Regions from separate parts of the Callithrix jacchus genome. Here region 1 is linked to region 2. Evidence: chromatin contacts called from public Hi-C data. All regions are on one chromosome and are shown on one strand. The core of a region is the stretch at or near the end of the contact, and the rest is flanking DNA. Distances in the headings are between cores, read along the strand shown. Region 1 overlaps LIMCH1 (LIM and calponin homology domains 1). Region 2 overlaps LIMCH1 (LIM and calponin homology domains 1).

Region 1 (7,314 bases), core at 1,189-3,688, 200 kb before region 2:
GCAGAAGGAGCCAGATGTTCTGGAATTCTTTCAAGAGAGGGCTCAGAAGGCAGCTGAGCTAAGAGGCAGTGGGCTTAGGCTAGGAACTGGGTGGAAAATAGACCCAGAGCTAGCTGTGGCACCACTGGAGGCCAGCCAGTGGTACTCTAAGCCCTGACCACCAGCTGTGGACATCAGTTGCAGATGTCCATGGAATGTCCAGGGTTGTAGAGCTAGTCGGTCTCACTCCCATGGTCACCAGGCCAGGCAGCATCCCAGACTAGCTGCTTTGCAGCCGAGGGCAGGTAGGATGCAGAGGACAACATGTGATTTGCATTCTCCATCTCTCATATCACCATAATAATGGAGACACTCTCCTCTCTCCCCATATACCTGGTTACTGTTGTTCTTTTTTTTCCCCAAGCCAGAGTGTCACTCTGTCACCCAGGCTGGAGTGCAGTGATGCGATCTCGGCTCACTGCAATCTCCACCTCCCGGGTTCAAGCAATTCTCCTGCCTCAGTCCAGCCTCCCGAGTAGCTGGGACTACAGACACCCATCACCATGTCTGGCTAATTTTTGTATTTTTAGTAGAGCTGGGGTTTCACCATGTTGGCCAGGCTGGTCTCAGACTCCTGACCTCAGATGATCTGCCAGCCCTGGCTTCCCAAAGTGCTGGGATTATGGGCGTGAGCCACCACGCCCTGGTGACTGTCTTGATGAACAGAAATCTGAGTGACTGAGCCTGATGTTTAAAAGGACTGAACCTAAAGGAACTGTTTAATTTATTGCCTAGGAGTAAATATTTGCCAGATTTTTCTACAGTCAGGTCTCCCTTTTTTTAGTAGTCTGAATAAAGTCTTCCTAGGGATGTTCACATCCTAATTTTTAGAGCCTCTGGCTATGTTATCGTATATGGAAAAAGAGACTTTGCAGATGTGGTTAAGTCGAAGATCTTGAGATGGGGAGATTATTCTACATCATCTCAGTGGACTCTGTGTTATCATAGAAGTCCTTGTAAGGGGGAAGCTGGACATCAGAAACAGAAAAAGGAGAGATGGTGATGGAACCAGGTATTGAAATGATGCACTTCGATGACGGAAGAAGGGCCCGGGGGCAAAGGAAAACAGGCGGCCTCTAAAAGCTGGAAAATAGCCCTGCCAACACCAGGACATTACATTTCCTACCCTCGAACTGTAAGAGTCAATTTGTGTAGTTTTAAGATACTAACAGAGACACTGTCTGGAAACATCATGCAAGATGTTTTATATAAGAACATCTTATATATCAAGGCTGGGCACAGTGGCTCATACCTGTAATCCCAGCACTTTGGAAAGCCAAGGCAGGTGGATCACAAGGTTCAGGAGTCCAAGACCAGCCTGACCAACATGGTAAAACCCCATCTCTACGAAAAATACAAAATTAGCTGGGTGTGTTGGTGCATGCCTGTAATCCTAGCTATTTGGGAGACTGAGGCAAGAGAATCACTTGAACTCAGTAGGTGGAGGTTGCAGTGAGCTGAGATGGCACCAGCGCACTACAGCCTGGGTGACAGTGAGACTGTCTCAAAAAAAAAAAAAAAGTATCAAGTAGAAGTTTATATACAGAGTAAGCTTTTAGTATCTCAGAAATCTTATTTCTGAAGTCCTATATTGTTGTAACTTATTGACATGATGATTCCTATAGTAGAAATAATATGAAAACAATTGCTACTACATGACTTATTATCTACTCCTTATTTTGAAGACTTTACTCAATTTCTCCAGAAATAACCATTGTACCATATTTGTTCTACTTTCAATGATATAGGCACTTTTCAATTCATTTATTCCGTTTGTAAAGTTTAGTTCTAATAAAGCTCATAGAGCCACAAGAAAATCTCTTTAAACCTTGTTTTTCTATTAAATAAATACATTCTGGGTTGTAAGTTAGGAGTTCCAGGAATTCTTGTTCCCTCTTTGGAGGTGATGGTGGCGGTGGTTTGAGCTATCTCCTTACCTAGATCTAGGTACCTAGACTCCACATCTGTTCACTTTCTGCCATTTCTCCGTCTGTGTAGAGATGGTACAACATTTGTCTGAACATAAGTATACCTACAGTTTGCCTCTCCTTGAGCTTTTCTGACACAGAGAAGCAAGCAGTTGCCCCCACTGGAGGACTGGGGTTGCAGACTTACTTAGAGGCTGATCATGGGTCTGGGGTATTAAAAAATAATGTCCATATGTTGGGCACAGCTTGAATTAAGAATAATCTTCGTGAGCCAGTTAATGCTGTGAGAGATTTTTTCCTAACATTGTCATTATGCTATTTGCAGCACAAGTTCCAACACAACAGCTTTTCCGTTTTATCATAGGGATTGTCGAGGCAGCATGTAAAGTTGTTAAAATGATGGCACCAGGACAATCTGTGTGGGAGATGCTGTCAGGACTGGAAATGGAATGCAGAAATTTCTAAATTTCTGTGCATAGGATTTGGTCCTTCCAAAGGAACCTTCATATGTATTTCAGTTCTTGCCCAAGATGGGAAACTAGGATTTTGTCAGCGTCTGGGTATATACTGGAAGTGTGGAGCTGGTTGAAAAAAAATCATGAAGGAGCTATAAAGCAGACAGTTAGGGTAAAAATACATGGTTTTTGTCTGGTCTTCTGCGTTTCCTATGTGAAAGGTGAATCCTTGAATCTGAAAATAAAAGCATCTCCAGTGTCTCCTAGAGAATGTGTCAAATACTGTCACGGACCTCGGATCCCTTTCATTGCATTCTTTGTTATTTCTAAATGTGAGCTTCACACAAATCTTCTTTTAAGAAGGATTTCCAGAAGGCCTACTGTAGCTGTGTGCATGCTTTAAAATAAAAGTAAATCCCTTTCTCACTTAAACAAGACAAACCACCAACCTATTTGTTTCCATGAAAAATATCTTTGCATGTCTAGACAGTAGTGCTGATCAGCTGCCTTTTGTAAGGAAGGGATACAGAAAAACTATTATTCTCCCCAGAAACCTTGTAAGGCCCTATGTGACCCAAGTGACCTCTCACTCAACTAGTGAAACAGGAGCCAGAAGTGTGCAAGGAGCCAGAGCTGGAGCTTGATGCTGATGTTGTAAATCAGCCTTGGCATTACCGGGCTTTCCTGTTTTTAGCCAGCAGTCCTTAGGGACTGTTGCTGATTGAGGGTGAAAAAACTTTCAGAACCATTGTGAGTGGTGACACTGACATATCATTAGGCTTCCACCCAGATGGCATTTGAAACAAATAGAAAGGAAACTGTAATGAAATTAACTTAAAGAGGAAAGAATTAAAGCACAGTTTTACAGGCAAACATAGCATGGGAAAGATTGAAAGGGAGCTTTGATTTGCTCTCTGCTTTTGCTAGATACTGTGCTTGGTGTGTTGTAGGTGGACTTCACAATAATGAGAAAAGGTTTTTGTTTTTCATTTATAGAGTGGCCGGGAGCGCCGTATACCTGGTAGTTGAAGTTGTCTGTGTTTACCTCTCTTTTCCTTGTAAATTCAGTTCTCTCTTCTCCTAGGCATCTTCTTCTGTGTTTATGACTATAAATCATTAAAGCAGTTCCTGAAAACTGTGCTTAGGTCTTTAGCTGATGTTGGATGCAGTTGAGAATTTTTTGCTTTCACAGTGGCCCAAAGTAAATTGTCACATGTGCTTAAGTCTGGACCCTGCAGTAACCACTAGATTATCATATCCATATCCAGTCCATGGTGCCCTGAATTCGTTACCAAAATATCTTCCACCTGGAATATGAGAAAATGCTGAGAGCATTCATTATTTTATTGCAGGATAGCTGTTTTCCCCAAATAGCTGCCATTTTTTTTCACACAGCTGTGGAACAAACCACAACCAAAGTGTATTCAAATGATTGACCCTTGTGTTGAACAAATGTTAAAATTGCCCATTTTATGGCATGAGGAAGAAGCTGCTCATTGTACCCTCCTTCATCCATATCTGCACAGATGAGAGAATGGAGGTCCAGAGAAGTAAAGTGACTTGTTCAGGTCACGTCGTCAGGCAAGTAGTGGAGCAAAGACTCATACTTGGTTCTGTCTGATTACAGTGCTTGTGCCTTTTAATTTTTTTTTCTTTTTTTTGAGACAGCGTCTTGCTCTGTCACCCAGGCTGGAGTGCAGTGGCTTGATCCCAGCTCACTGCAATCTCCATTTCCTGAATAAAGCAATTCTTATGCCTCAACCTCCCGAGTAGTTGGGATTACAGGCATGCACCATCACACCTGGCTAATTTTTGTATTTTTAGTAGACACGGGGTTTCGCCATGTTGGCTAGGCTGTTCTTGAACTCCTGGCCTCAAGCAGTTCACCTGCCTTGGCTTCCCAAAGTACTGGGATTACAGGCACGAGCCACCACACCTGGCTGGCTTGTGCCTTTTTATTACAGAGCTTTTCAAACTTTTGCAGTGAAGGACTACTTTTTTTGTTTTGCTTTTGTTTTTAAAATTTCCAATCCACTGTAATACAGGGCTGACTGCACAGAATCAGCATGCAGCTTGTATCACATGCACCTCACCCAGGCCAGTTGGCCAACACCTAAACAGATTTACATCTTGCTCAGCAAGATGAGTCCTGCTATCACATGGCTTGGTTGTGGTGGTGATGGCCAAACTGCTGTCAAAGTTTCTAAGTGTAGATTCTCAATCCTGTAATGTACAATGTCATGGACCAATAAGATCAGTTCACAGGTCACATTTGAAATAATACTGCTTTGATTTAAGGGTGAGGGGAGCATCTGTCAGAGAAAAGCCAGACTCCTTTGACTAAAGAGAAACATTGAGAGCACAGTTCGGAGGCTAGGAATAGAATATGTGGAAGATGTACACTTCAGCGTGTAGATGGTATGGTTTTCTTCTCTTCAGGACAAACTGAATTCCAGCAAGTCATGCTCACATTCAGTACATGCAGATTTTTGTTCTCAAGTCAGATGGGAGCTTAATTGCAGTGTCCACTAGAGGAAAAACACCAAGCAATTTCTAATACCTACAACAAACAAAATTTACATTGTGAAAAGGGGTTCAAAAGGGGGAGGGCAGGCCAGGCGTGGTGGCTCATGCCTGTAATCTCACTTTGGAAGGCCAATGTGCTTGGATTGCCTGAGCCCGGGAGTTCAAGACCAGCCTGGGCAACATGGTGAAACCACCATCTCTACAAAAGACACAAGAATTAGCTGGGTATGATGGTGTGTGCCTGTCATCCTACTCAGGAGGCTGAAGCTGGAGGATTATGTGAGCCCAGGAGGTCGAGGCTGCAGTGAGCTGTGATTATGCCATTGCATTGCAGCCTGGATGACAGGGCAAGACCCTGTCTCATTAAAAAAAAAATAGAAATTTCTTTTTTAAAAAGGGGAGGAGGGGATGGGTGCAGAGGCTCATGCTTGTAATCCCAGCACTTTGGGAGGCCAAGGCAGGTGGATCATCTAAGGTCGAGAGTTTGAAACCAGCCTGAGCAGCATGGGGAAACCCCACCTCTACTAATAATACCAAATACTAGCCAGGCATGGTGGTTGCATGCCTGTAATCCCAGCTACTTGGGAGGCTGAGGCAGGAGAATGGCTTGAACCTGGGAGGCGGAGGTTGTGGTGAGCCGAGATCATGCTATTGCACTAAAAAAGGGGGAAAAAAAAGGCAAGGAGGAGGGTAACCAAGCATTCATCCTTGTATGAGATGAGTTTCTCCAGAGGCTTTTTTGTTTTTTGAGATGGAATCTTGCTCTCTTGCCCAAGCTAGAGTGCAGTGGCACGATCTTGGCTCACTGCAAACTCTACCTCCTGGGTTCAAGTGATTTTCCTGCCTCAGCCTCCTGAGTAGCTAGAATTACAGGCACCTGCCACTGCCCCCAGCTAATTTTTATACTTTTAGTAGAGATGGGGTTTCACCATCTTGGTCAGCCTGGTCTCAAACTCCTGACCTCATGATCCACCCGCTTTGGCCTCCCAAGGATGCTGGAATTACAGCTCTGAGCCACCGTGCCTGGCCAAAAGGCTTTATTAATTCACTTGGTGATTTGTTCAGCTTCCTTATTGAGCATCTCCTGTACGCTTTGCTTGGTGTTTCATGATGAAGCATGATGCTTCGAGGTAGTGTTCCAATGCTTTGTAATTTACAGCTGCTGGAGGAAAGGAAGAAGTAAAAGAAGACATTTTAAAAATTATTAAATAAACGAGTATTTGTTTTGTTAGTTTGACCTCTATAATTAACAAGTTTGAAGAAAATATTGTTTAATGCTTAGTTTTTTTTAGGTGATTAAATAGTAATTTGTAATAATTTTATTTTTTAAGGGCTTTAATCAGGAAACTAGCTTCTAATTAAAACCATGTTTCTGTGGGGAAATCACATCCTACAAAAATATTTTTGATTTCAAAACTTTTCTCAAGAATAAATCCTGTCAGAAGTGTGAAAACTGCCTGTACATAGCAGAGCAATTTGTATGTGAATCGGTATTGGTAAATGTCCCCAAATTGTACCATTGGGTTTCTTTGACTTGAGATATAATAGTCTTATGGAATTTTATGTTTTAAAAAATACAGAAAAAATACCATGGTTATTTATTTATTTGTTTGAGACAGAGCCTCACTCTGGCGCCCAGGCTAGAGTGCAGTGGCATGATCTTGGCTTACTGTAACCTCCACCTCCTGGAATCAAGTGATTCTCCTGCCTCAGCCTTCCAAGTAGCCAGGACTATAGGCGGTGGGACCATCATGCTTGGCTGATTTTTGTATTTTTAGTAGAGATGGGATTTTGCCTTGTTGGCCAGGCTGGTCTCAAACTCTTGACCTCAGGTGATCCACCTGCGTCTGCCTTCCACAAGTGCTGGGATTACATGTATAAGCCACTGCACCCGGCCCATGGTCTATTACTGATGATATAGAAGACCTAATTCTATCATGACTAAATATAACAGAAATTAATGATGTTCTCAAAAGCTTTTAAAATGAAGCTGAATATGAATATGTGGCAGAATACGAAGTTTGGTCTTAAGTCTTTGATTCTGATTGTCCACAGATTGTTTTCCTTTGTGTTTGATTTTACTTCAGTTTCATGATGTGGAGGTCTCTTTCTCTTGATATTGCCTGTGTAGATATAAATGACTTGAACCCCTCTTCCCAGCACTTTGCTGTGCAAAGTCAAAGATGCCATGTATTGCTAGGGATTTTTAAATCAGCTGCTGTCTCGAGTAGAAGTTAATTTACTAGGAGAAGATGTAGTAATCTTAGTTTTATAGTAACCAATGAAAAATGAAATTTTCTTTTTCTTTTTTTTTTGAGAGGGAGTTTCGCTCTTGTTACGCAGGCTGGAGTGCAATGGTGCGATCT
Region 2 (6,807 bases), core at 2,621-5,120:
GGCTGGTCTTGAACACCTAGGGCTCCTAGGGCTCAAGTAATCCATATCAGCCTCTCAAAGTGCTGGAATTACAGACATGAGCCACTGTGCGGGCCCCTTGTATTATTTTTTATTTTGATGGCTTGAAAAAGTGCCTCTCACATCACAGAGTTCCTGGAGCTCAGCACATGCATCATGAGATGAATTTATTAATACTCAAGTTATAAACCACATGGAGAGAAAACATTCTCTTTTTAGTTGACTTTCTAAGAATGGTTATTTATTTTGATAGGCTTGTTTACTGTAAAGAATTTAAACTTGACTTTAAAATAATTTTAATTATTCCACAGTACCTAAGATTTTCTTATGCCATCACTTATGATGTTAGAGATGTTAGAATTAATATTTTGAAAGCTATAGAAACTTAAAGACAAGGTAATTATCATTTTTAAGCAAGACAATGATCATTTCTTCATTTGAGTATTAATGGAAAAGCAATTCTGCTCTAGCCATAAAAGTATTTTTCATATACAGTTTTCTCTCGGTATGCATGCTTAATTCCAAGATTCCCCTTGGATACCAAAATTTTTAGATGCTCAAGTCCCTTATATGAAATGGTATAGTATTTGCATATAACCGATGCACATCCCCCAAATACGTGAAATTATCTGTAGATTACTGATAATGCCTACAGAAACCTAAGCATACCTTGTACACGTATACCTAATACAGTGCCTTCACATCACTTCATTCATGTGGATTCAGTGTAGTACTTAGTGCATAGCAAAATTCAAGTTTTGCTTTTTGAAACTTTGTGGAATTTTTTTCTCCCAAATAATTTCCACTGAGGTTGGTTGAATCCACCAGTGCTGAACCCACTGATAGGGAGGGCCAACTACTTCTAGTATTTTTTTTTCAAACCTCTTACTGATTTTTACTCAGACATTTTTAGAACTTCTTTCTGGTTTTGACTAGGGATGGAGATGTTCAGCATATCTGTGCTTCTGAGCCTTCCCTAGAAATTAAAGCAGAAACTGCCATCCGTGATGACTTTGCCAACCGCAAAGCAAGGGCCTCTAAGAAAGCTTCCAGCCCCAAGCAAAAGTTTGTGCACTTTGGACCAGTGACGGAGATAGACCAGCAGAAATGGAAGCGGCTTAGCATTGGCAAGGCTGGGCCTAGAGAGGATGAAGAAGAAGTCATCTGTCATGGCAGCAAGATCCAAACGGACTCTATGTCTCCTGTCTCAGTGGCCGCTTCCAGCTTAAAGGGGCACCAAGCGCTTAATGACTACAGGTATTTTTCACCATACATGAGCAAGGATATCTGCATGGGAGTCACTGCTGCTTTTTTTTATGAGATGGAGTCTTGCTCTGTTGCCCAGGCTGGAGTGCAGTGACGTGATCTTGGCCCACTGTAACGTCCGCATCCCAGATTCAAGCGATTCTCCTGCCTCAGCCTCCTGAGTAGCTAGGATTACACGCACGTGCCACCACACCAAGCTAATTTTTATGTTTTTAGTAGAGACGGGGTTTCTCCATGTTGGCCAGGCTGGTCTCAAACTCCTGACTTCGTGACCTTCCCGCCTCAGCCTTCCAAAGTGCTGGGATTACAGGCGTGAGCCACTGTGCCTGGTCCCACTGCTGCTTTTAAAGAGTTTGCTGAAGAACATTATACAAACCCCTAGAGGTGACATAGTTTTAACAGACTATGTATAGCAGAGAAGTAATGTTAGTTGGTCCCCTTGGGGGGAATGTGTGTGTGAAGTTAAATGGCAGGCATCCATTTTGATTCTGTTGTCACCAGAATCACTGCCTGGGAATGTCAATAATCTTGACAAATGACCCTTTTTCCCTTGGCTGCATCCAGCACTGTTTTATTAGTTGAAAATATTGAATGAGCTAAATGGAATGTTTTAATGATATCACTAGGATTTCTTGGGCTTATCTATAACCTCTCTCTTTCCTATGCCTTAGAGAGAGGAAGAAAAAGTTATTAGTATCATGAATTCACATTTTGGACATCTAAGTAGACATATTAAAAAAGTAAAGGTCTCCTTCCTCCCTACTTTTTAAAATTGTATAATAAATCAGGAGTCTAAAAACACTCCTCTTTGGCGGTTTCTATAAGCCAAGACTTTTCTTGGACGAATCACCATCCAAATGTGTAGGGGAAGAACATCTTATAGGCCTGTCCCTAGTTCTGGTCCTCCCTGGAGGCCACCCAGTTTTGAATTCCCAAGTCCTCTTTTGGGGATTTGGTTCTGTGGGCTGATCTTTCTTCCAGGAAACACATATAGGACGTGTGTAAAACTGGATGGTCCCCAGGAACCTCCATTCCATCTGTACAGTGGGAGCAAAATGAGGCTCTCCATAGCCAGAGGAAGTGTTCCTAGCATTCTTCTTTATACTTTGCCCTTGAAATCCAAAGGAAATAATGGATGGCCCCATGACAAGGGTTTCTTTGGTTCCAGATTCTGGGTGACACCATAGAAGAGAGAAGGCTGTGAACATCAGAAATAAAGAGTTGAGGTTTCAGAGGCTGGTGGGAATCTGAGGTGGGGAGGGTGTAGGAAAGTAATAAGAAATACATCCTTCAGGCCTTGAATCCTGAGGGGCCCATCACTCAGTCTTGTGGTGACAGTCACGCCAGCCTTGTTTGACCTTCATAGACCCTAGCCAGAGTTCACATTCCATTATCTCAATCTGATTATATCATCCTTACTAACCAGCCTTTGGAATGAGAGCAGCCACATTCTTCTCTTAATCTTTCAGTCCCAAGGACATTCATTGTCTTCTTTTGTAACCCTTGTTCCTCTCCTTTCTTGCCACCAATGCTACTTGATCGTCTGCAGAACAGTGAATTCTGGCCTAGGTGACTATTGCAGAAGGGCCTCGTGGCTGGCTCCTGTGCCGGAGTCCCAGGAAGAGTGGGTCTGCAGTCTGGGCGAGTGCCCGAGGGGGACAGAGGAAGGTGAGGAGCAGTGTTTCCTGCCTCTCCAGGAGGTGAAGGAGGACAGGTGGGGTCAGGGCCTCTGGTGTGAATTCTTTCCTAGGAGTGAAACTATCCTCTCTGGCTTTAGTTACATCCAAACAGCTGCCACAGGATGGCAAAGAAGAAATGGAAAGTGCTCTGAGAGATTCCAAGAGGCTGTCAAAGGCAGAAAGATCAGAAGAGAGCAGCCAGCCACTGTGAGCATCTTGCCTGCGCTCTGCTCCGTGGTGTGTTGCCCCTGCTGTGTGTGGCTGTCGTGTTTCCAAAAAAATCAGCTTAAAGGCCCAGTCTGCACTTGGCAGCTGATAGAGGGTGGAGTAAAGTCACTAAAAGAGTGTTCTCATCCCAAGATCAGAGTGCTGCTTCTGGTGCCCGCTCTGGGTAGTGATTTTAGCCTTTGCATGTGGCTGAGTACTGGCCAAATTTCATTCTCAGGACTCATGAAAACCAGAAAGGGAAACCTATCCTGTGTGAGTACCAGCTGCATGACAGCAGGTCCCAGTGTTCAAAAGGGAGATATCCTGCTCAGCTGCTGTGTGTGCCGCTGCCTCCAGGGACGCTGGCTTCTTCTGTCTTGAATTAACGCCAGTGAGTGACGCTACTGAAAATATCTTTAGCAGTAAGTGGCCTTTGACTGGCTGGACTGAATGTTGCCCTAGGGTGTGTCCTCTGGCCTCTGAGTATGAGGCTTCAGGGACAGAAGAGAAGTTGGAGAAGATGACAGCTCCTGCCTGGAGTGGCAGTGGACTGAAAGGCCAGCGAAAGTTGGATGATACACGAAAAGACGATATGATGGCCAGGAGAACTGGGATGTCCCTTAGACACACTGGATCCAACCCAAACCAGTTCCTTCCAGTTCCGTTTGCAAAGAAACAGGAGGTGGAAGAATCTTCTAAGGGTCCACCCATGAAAGATCAGAGGTCAGAAGGTTATTCTGTGCCCTTGTGACTTTGTTTCTCTAGTCTAAGCTTTCAGTATGTTCTTGATGCATATGGCGCCTCAGTGCCACTTACCTGCTGTTGCTAGCAGAAACAGAATGATTAAAATTGGCCTCATGTGCCAAGAATTTTTTCCTCTTTTTTGGCATGTAAGCAAGTATAATTCGGGGGTGAATTTACCTGCTAAACATTTTTTGTTTCTGACTCTTGTGGACTTAGTAAATGGGAAATTCTTTTCTTTCTAGCTCACAAAGGAGCCTTTGGGTAAAGGGGTTGAACTTCTTTCTGACTTACTTGATTTCACTCTGATTCCAGGTACAAAGAAAATGAATACCATTTACAAAAGTTGTAATTATATTGATTTTCCAACATTAGCAAACACTCGTTGCCTTCTGGAGGTAGGATTTCTATTCCATGCTCTGACTTAACTTAGAATTAAGCACAACTTGATGACAAGTAAGGGAATAATTATCCTGGGGTTCATGTTCCAGTTTAGAGTCCTATGTGTTGAAGCCTCTCTTGCCATTTAATAAAAGTGATACATTTTTGTTAAATATATGGTTAGCCTACCAATATAGGGCAAAGGAATGGGGAGTGCTTTGCATAATTTATAAGCTCACCATAAAATAGGAAGCTATGGAGTTCTTTTTCTGCAAGGACCCTGATGGCAATGGGACAGAAGAAGGCAGAGTGGGAGGCAAAGAAAACAGTAGGTAATCTCCATATTTTTGAAAAATAAATACCCTAGCCATCTTTATCAGCTGAATATAATTTATATTTTACATTCTTCTGAATAAAACAGTAATGGAGCCTAGCACTGTTTTGTATTTTTAGTAGAGACAGGGTTTTGCCATATTGGTTAGGCTGGTCTCAAATTCCTAACCTCAAGTGATCCACCCGCCTAGGCCTCCCAAAGTCCTGGGATTGCAGATGTGAGCCACTGTACCTGGCCTGTCACTGTCTTTGTGATTTAGGAAAGAGTCCTCTTTATTTTCACATGGGAGTGGATGGTTACTCTGAGCACAAGGAGGAATGGTCAGGTGAACTATGTGACATACTGTGTGATTGATTGAGCCAGCATTCACCGTAAGGATGCACATTTCCTTTCAACAAGTGTTTATTGAGTAATAGTCACTGTGTGTAAAGGACTGTGCTGGGTGATGGGGGGTAATTTTAGATGAGCAGTAAAACCATTTTCTCTCCCTCTCACTTTAAATTTAGCTAGTGCTAGTTCATGATATAGAAATAGATAACTAGCAAATTGTTGATTCTAAAATGTTTTATTAGTAGTGAAAGTTACATAAATATAGTCAATGGATACATAGGCTGTTATCTTTATCTTTCTACCTACCCTTACCCTCAAAAGTAAACTTTATTTTTTTTGAGACAGGATCTCACTCTGTCGCCCAAATTGGAGTATAGTGGTGTGATCACAGTTCATGGGAGCCTGGACCTCCCAGACTCAAGCAATCCTCCCACCTCAGCCTCCCAAGTAACTGGGACCACAGGCGCATACACCACTATACTTGGCTACTATTTTTGTTTTTCTTTTGTAGATGTCCATGAAAAGCTGTTAATTACAGGGTCTCACTGTGTTGCCTAGGTGGTTTCGAACTCCTGGGCTCAGTGATCCTTCCACCTTAGCCTCCCAAGTATTAGGATTACAGGCATGAGCCACCATGGTGCCAAGCCTCAAAATTAAACTTTATTGACTTTTTTTTTTTTGTAATGGGATGCTTATGTCAACTGTGACCTGTCTGGCCTGTTTTGTACCTCATAGCCTATTGACTCAGGTACTTTGCATTAAACAGATTGCTTTATTAGTGTTCCCCACCCCCAACTTGCCTTTACTTTTTGGTCTCCTGTAGAATGATTGGGAAAGTCACTTGACACCTCAGCTCTAATTATCTCCCCCTTGCCAGCAAAGGCAATTCTGCTGAAGTTGGTGCCCTTTTAAAGCTAATACATCAGTCTCAAAGGAAATTCCTTAAACCCACAGTACATAGGAAAGGGATAAATGAAGGTTATCTTTGGAAACTGGGCTATTCTTTTCAATTTTTAGAGCACCTGGTAAGCATTTAATAAATACTTATTGAGGAACTAGTTTGGTTGCTGTTCAGGGAACCCAAACAGAAAAATCTCTGCTCCTGTGGGACTTACCTTTTTTTTGGTAGAGATGTCCATGAAATGCTGTTAATTACTTTGTGTAGAAACAACTTAAATTCAGATATATCCTAGATGCAACAACATAGTTGAAACTCACAAACAAAATGTGTTAAAGAAGCCCAGCTCACGAGTACATACTATTTGAGTCTGTTTACATAGTACAAAACGCTCAACACTAATCTATGCATATGTTCAGTTCGTGAAAATTCATTGATGTATATGTGTGGTATGTACACTTTGTACACTTTCTGTATCTGTAATAAGATGTTAATGCACTATCTGTAATAAGATGTTAATTAGAATGTTCAAATTAGGACACAGAAACACATAGCAACTATTAATAGATTCTTGATTAACCATCCATTGGGAAGAAATTCTCTGCTGTCTTGCATAGATAACTTGCATAGAAAACACTGTGTTTTAATAAATTTATTCCAATAGGCTTATTTATTAACTGGGAAACATTTATCTAGTCTTCAGAATTAATATTGCCCTGTACTCTTTTTCTTTCTTTCTCTCTTTTTCTTTCTTTCATCTCTTTCTCTCTCTTTCTTTTCTTTCTCTTTTTCTTTCTTTCACAGAATCTTACTCTGTCATCACCTAGGCTGGTGTACAGTGGTGTGATACCTGCCTCCTCAGCTCAAACTATTCTCCTGCCTCAGCCTCCAGAGTGGCTGGGACCACAGGCATGCGCCACCATGCCCAGCTAATTTTTTGTGTTTTTGGTAGA

What was found. A called contact is a pair of places that touch in the nucleus more often than the background predicts.
Region 1: a Hi-C map of skeletal muscle shows a contact between it and region 2, with 1.6 times the contacts expected there. The contact joins two enhancer-like sites.

Annotation. Positions count from the first base shown.
Region 1 is chr3:152,373,430-152,380,743 of calJac240_pri, reverse strand. The region is part of intron 1 of LIMCH1 (LIM and calponin homology domains 1); the gene reads left to right. Among named protein-coding and RNA genes, the nearest start is that of LIMCH1, 81 kb to the left of the region's middle. Within about 2 kb of position 2,438, at least 3 of the 16 cell types and tissues checked have an H3K27ac peak or open chromatin away from gene starts, as enhancers often do. A contact at or near this core is called in skeletal muscle, where this site is marked.
Region 2 is chr3:152,172,369-152,179,175 of calJac240_pri, reverse strand. All of the region lies in intron 8 of LIMCH1 (LIM and calponin homology domains 1), which reads left to right. Among named protein-coding and RNA genes, the nearest start is that of PHOX2B, 120 kb to the right of the region's middle. Within about 2 kb of position 3,870, at least 3 of the 16 cell types and tissues checked have an H3K27ac peak or open chromatin away from gene starts, as enhancers often do. A contact at or near this core is called in skeletal muscle, where this site is marked.